2 separate regions of the Mus musculus genome follow, and region 2 is linked to region 1. A link is a contact called in public HiChIP or PLAC-seq data. All regions are on one chromosome and are shown on one strand. Each heading gives the region's core, a stretch centred on a gene start, on an enhancer-like site or on the middle of the called end of the contact. The rest is flanking DNA. Distances are from core to core; before and after follow the strand shown.

Evidence for each region. HiChIP or PLAC-seq counts read pairs in DNA pulled down with a chosen protein or histone mark.
Region 2: a contact with region 1 is called in an H3K4me3 HiChIP or PLAC-seq map of bone marrow-derived macrophages, with 3 times the contacts expected there. The contact joins the enhancer-like site here to the promoter of Zdhhc4 in region 1. A contact is called at or near these places in 4 of 39 promoter capture datasets (HPC-7-derived erythroid cells, cranial neural crest and embryonic stem cells), 2 of 484 Hi-C or Micro-C datasets (embryonic stem cells and reprogramming fibroblasts), 3 of 115 datasets of contacts at active chromatin or transcription factors (the 230-238 cell line, bone marrow-derived macrophages and large pre-B cells) and 2 of 9 other capture datasets (adipose tissue and liver).

What each region holds. Positions count from the first base shown.
Region 1 is chr5:143,327,794-143,330,568 of GRCm38.p6, forward strand. Zdhhc4 (zinc finger, DHHC domain containing 4) reads right to left here and starts at 1,445. Exons shown (of 8, transcript NM_028379.5): 1 at 1,373-1,445; 2 at 598-777. It overlaps 0610040B10Rik (RIKEN cDNA 0610040B10 gene), which reads left to right and starts at 1,515. Exons shown (of 2, transcript NR_027874.1): 1 at 1,515-1,560.
Region 2 is chr5:143,988,889-143,991,663 of GRCm38.p6, forward strand. It overlaps Ccz1 (CCZ1 vacuolar protein trafficking and biogenesis associated), which reads right to left. Exons shown (of 15, transcript NM_177682.3): 13 at 2,584-2,742; 14 at 1,750-1,877. Among named protein-coding and RNA genes, the nearest start is that of Gm17135, 9.3 kb to the left of the region's middle. Within about 2 kb of position 1,378, at least 53 of the 459 cell types and tissues checked have an H3K27ac peak or open chromatin away from gene starts, as enhancers often do. A contact at or near this core is called in bone marrow-derived macrophages, where this site is marked.

The sequences.
Region 1 (2,775 bases), core at 195-2,694:
CTGGGATCTGTAGCTCGGACCTGGAGCTCAACGTTTTGTGGCGAGGCTGACATGCATTAAAGCACACTCACGTTGGTGCTGGGGATCCAAGCTCAGGACTTTGTGCTTGCACAGCAAGCACCCTCACTCACCGAGCGAGCTCCCAGCCCACCAACCCCTTGTTTTTTGAGACAGGATCTGACTATGCAGGCCAGGCTAGTTTGGAACTCAGAATTCTCCTGTCTCAGCTTTCAAAGGGTTGGGATTCCAGAAGTGCACCACCACACCCAGCAATACACCCTTTTACATCTTTAAATATTCACATGGATACTGATAAAGTCCTGCAAAAGAACCTGCGCCGACCTCATCAGAATGAGCAACTCCTAGAGGTAGTCAGGGTCCCACACCCAAACTTGGGCATATTTAACAGGTCAGTGGTCATGATGTCACCCATCACCCTCCAGACCAGAATGATGAAATATAAAAAGCCCGTGTTAAGAAACTGGGAACACTGACATTGGCTTTACGAGGCAGGATTCTGGACCAAAATTCCAACGCAGAGAATCAAAACAGAAACTATTAACAAAAAGGAAACAAACAAAAAAATGCCATTCTCACAAGGTAACAGGGCTCCGGTCTACATATTTCTCTAGGTCGGACACTTCCAGCGGCACCTTTTGCGTTCATTTCCCTTTGCCACATCCAAGGAGAATTCAGATAGCAGCTCCGCTTGGGCAGCGCCGTGAATTTGGCACGCGCAAAACTGGCGACATGGTTGTTCCAGGAGGCTGGAACCGGCTGCGGAGACAATCAAACGCAACACTTACATACTGCTGAATAAGTCTCCATGGCAGAGTGCACTGTGAAAGGCATTCAGAAGTAGAGGATGCTGTACCGCTGCTGACCTGGGAAGAAAACTTCAAAGTCCACTAGTTTGGGGGTCTATCATCCCTCTAGCTGTCACTGTCACTGTCACTACGCCTATCACTGAGGCGCCCACACCGGGGTCCAGACGCATGGTGAGGTTGTCCACATGGGGTAGGGCCCCAGTCGTTTCCCTTTGCTGGACACTTTCCGGGTACATTATTCAAGGCCCTTGCATGCTTGAGGTCACAGAATCTGCAGCTGCGGGGAACCAGGGAAGGGCAGTGGTGAATGGAGCCCATCCCACAACCAGATCCCGGACGCATCAGGCTCAGAGGAGACAAGGGAGGCTCGGAAGCAGGCTGGGAGACGGCAACTACGTCCGGAGCCCGGACAACGACTGGAAGAGGAGGGGACACAGCGAGCGGGATGCAGGGGGCTCGGAGAGGACTGTGCTCTCACTCAAACACGGGGTCCCGACGGCCGCCGCCCAGCCGGGGTGTCACAGAGCCTTCCGGAGCCGCCTTACCCCAAACCGGGCCAACCGTCCGCCGCTGCCGGCGGACCCCAGCGGAGCGCTCCCCAAGACTTCCGGCGCGTCCATGGCGTCATCAGTGCCCGCGACGGAGGCGACTTCCGACGGAAAAAGTAGCGGGAGGCCGGAAATTATTGTCTTTGGCCTCTGGTTCTGCGAGCCGATTGTGTTTTCGTACCGTCGTAGGTTTTCTTTCTCTTTTCTTTTTCTCTTAACGTTTGTCTTTCTCCCTCCCTCGTCCTCTGCTCTCTCTTCCTTCGCACTTTTATTATTACTTGACAATTTACTGCCTATGTACGAGTCCTTCGTTCTCCCAACCCCGTCCCATTTTCGTGGCCTTGATTTGATTCTTGTGGGTGTGTTTGCTTGTTGTGATCCGCTGAGTGTAATTCTGATTTCTTGTATGTGCGTAGATTTAAAAAGCTATTTTCTTTTTCTTCTTTAAAAAAAAAAAAAGATTTGTTTTATTTATTTTATGTGAGTCCAATGTCGCTGTCTCCAGACACACCAGAAGAGGGCATCAAATCCCATTACAGATGGTTGTGAGCCACCATATGGTTGGGGGGATTTGAACTCAGGACCTCTGGAAGAGCAGTCAGTGCTCTTAACCGCTGAGCCATCTCTCCAGCCCTAGCTATTTTCTTTTTAAGAATTTCTTTCCAAAATATGATCTCAGCTAGGCATAGTGGCCCATGACTTTATTCACCGCCCTAAGGAAACAGAGGCAGGTCTCTCTGAGTCAGAGGTCAGCCTTGTTTACATGAGTTCCGGGACAGGCAGGGCTACATAGCTAGACCTTTTCTAAAACAAAACAAAACAAATGAGCAAACAAAATTAAAGTCCCACCAAATTATACCAGGCTGGCCTTGGGCTTTTGAACCTCCTGTCTCAGCCTAACTTTGGTTGGGATGGCAGGCACACCTAACACAGGAACTGGAATTTTCGAGCACTTTTGACAGAATATGAAGGCTGTCTTGGGTCGGTGCAGGAGAACTGCTGGACTGTGCCGAGCCTTTGCATGTCCTGGCGGGAACTCAGCAGTAACCCTTGACCACCCAGCAGGTACCTAGACAGGGACACCTGTGTCTTCCTGGCAGACACACCACTGGGCCCTGTCCCAACAGTCCCAGCATGTTCCACTGCAGGGGTCACAGTATGTCCCCCTGTGAGTCAGGTTCTGCTGACCGCATGCCCCTACTCCTGCCATCTCTGTGCACAGCTTTAACGTCCTCCCTGTGGGGAGCAGTGACTAGTGTTTTATCCCTGAGGATAAAAAGGCTGTTTTGATAATGGGCAGGCTTGGCTTGAGAGGAGCTGCTGCTAAACATAGCACTGAGAAGGTTCCTGGAGGGGATGGGGGTGCTGCTTTGTCTGAGTGCCCCCCAGGTCCTCCGAGA
Region 2 (2,775 bases), core at 128-2,627, 660 kb after region 1:
TAAGTTCAAGGTTGGACTGGCCTACATAGCAACTTTCAGGCCAGCCAGATGGAAGCTCTTGTCTCAAAAACACAAAACAAAAGCCCAAAACAAACCAACAAAAGAACAGATGTTAAGATCCTCTATGTCACTTATGATGAGCTTGGTAGGATTTGTCCCCTGCCTGCCGTTAGTGTCATGCCACAGAGAGCAGTGGCGAAGCCCAATCCCATGAGGACAATGCGATCTTTTCTCCAGGACAACATTCATTAAGACCCATAAAGCAGCTGCTAGATCACACTGTCCAGAAAGGAGACCAACCCCGCCCTGATGGGAAGGCAGAAAAAAACTGCATTCTTCTGCCCATGTGCAGATGGTGACAGCTGGAAGTGCCCTGTGAACCTGGCAGCCTGGAGGGTTCTCATCACAGGATCTATAAAAGGACATTTGTACAGTGGGCAGCTATAAAAGGACATTTGTACAGTGGGCAGCTATAAAAGGACATTTGTACAGTGGGCAGCCATGCCTTGTTTGCTGATTTTTCTTTTTGTAGCACTTTAGAAAACACTTTTCTTTTAGGCACTGTTAAGTTTCCCACCCCACAGGAGAAATAAAAGCATTTAATGGGGGACTGGAGACACAGCTCAGTGGCTAGGAGCACCTGCTATTCTTACAGAAGACCCCATTTGGTTCTCGGCACCCACAGGACAGCCTACAACTGTCAGTAACTGCAGCTCCTTCTGGCTTCCTCAGGGACCAGGCACAAGTGGGTGGGACACAGACATAAATGCTGGTAAAATACCCATATGCATGAAATAAAGTTTTCTTTAAACCCGAAATACACAGAATAGAAGCATCTGCTTGGATCTTAGGAGTTGTGTTCTGGTTTCTGTTTGCACTGGAGGCTGAGTTAGGCCCTCACTCATGCTCGGCGGGTGTAGCAGTGGGCTACATCCCTCACAGACCCCTGACACCCATCTCATTTCCCCCCCACCATTTATTCAAGGTAGAGACTCCATTAATAGCCCAGGCAGACTTTGAAGTTCTCATCCTCTTGCCTCTTGAAAAGCTGGGATCCAAGGCCAGGAGCTTCTGTTTGTTTGATTTCTGGGGCAGTTATGAGCTGCCCCATGTGTAGACCAAACTTGAGTCCCTGTAAGAGCAGCAGAGACCCTGAGCCTCTGGAGCTGTCTCTGCAGTCCCTGTTTTTTTGCTTTCTAATGTTTATTTTATGTGACTATCTTTTGTCAGCATGTATGTCTATCACCACGTGTGCCCGATGCTGTCAGAGGACAGACGAGGTATTGGATCCGTGAGAACGGGGCTACGGCTGCCTGCGGGCCACTGTGTGGGAGCTGGAACTAAGCCAACGTCTTAACCCGGAGCCACTGCTGCAGCTCACCAAGTTACTTCCCTTTTAAAGAACTTCCTATTTCCTTGTGTGTGCACGTGTGTGTATGGAGGGATACAGTATGCATGCATGAGGTCTGAGGACATTCTGTGTGTCACCAAGCTTGGCAGCACGCTCCTGTACCCACTAGGCCACTTCTCAGGCCATATTTACTTTTTTTTGAGATAGGGTCTCCTGTAGTCCAGGCTGAGTTCAAACTCACTCTGTAGCTGAGGATGGACGTAAACTCCTGATCCTCCTGCCTCAGCTGGAATTATAGGTATGACCACAATGTGCAGCTTCTATAGTTTCTTAACCCAGGGAAAGATTATTTGAAGTATCCGTGGTTAAAGTTCTCCTGAGGTCCCAGGCCCCCTTACCATTGACCTCGATCAGGTTCGCATTCTTCTGACTGAGAATCACGTACAGCTCCCGCTGGTCAGACTTCTTCCCAACAACCCAGTAGTCGCTCATGGCCTTCACAATGATTTCTTCATCTTCATCTGCTCTGTAACAAAGTTTCAGAGTGGGATGCTTTTATGTACACAGCTAGACTGGGAAGAGAAAAAGAATTCAAAACAAGAAATGGTACTAAGGGGCTGGAGAGATGGCTCAGTGGTTAAGAGCACTGACTGCTCTTCCGAAGGTACTGAGTTCAATTCTCAGCAACCACATGGTGGCTCACAACCATCTGTAATGAGATCTGACGCCCTCTTCTGGAGTGTCTGAAGACAGCTACAGTGTACTTACATATAACAATAAATAAATCTTAGGGCTGGAGCAAGCAGAAGCCAAGTTTAATTCCCAGCAACCACATGGTGGCTCACAACCATCTGTACAGCTACTGTGTACTCATATACATAAAGTAAATAAATCTTAAAAAGAAAGAAAGAAACGACACTAAGTTGTAGTTATAAATAGTTAAGTAGTCACGTATGAAAGGCAACCTTGTGTGATGTGGAAGCAGTCTCTTCTCAAGGGCTCTGGGTCACTTGGTTTAAAGGTAATTATTTAGCTAGGCATGCAGGCATATGTCTATAATCCCAGCCCTGAGAAGGCTGAGGCAGAGAGATCTTGAGTTTAAGTACTACTAGGTTATACAGTGAATCCCATGTAAACAAACAAATAAGATAAATATAAATATACATACGTATAACTCCTTTAAATCTATTCTCAGAAAGGCAACATCCGCTTTGAGAAGTCGCTGGGATTACCTGGTAAAGTCACTGTTGATGTCCCCTAATATCTTCATTAGATCTGGGTGGACGGATGTGAGTGACACACTGGGCGTTTTCCTCATGTGAATTGTACTTTTCTCTGCTAAATTCATGTGGTTGAAGTAGATGAACTTAAACTGGGGCTCCTTTTCAGACCTGTGCAGACATGACATTGAGATGACGACCACT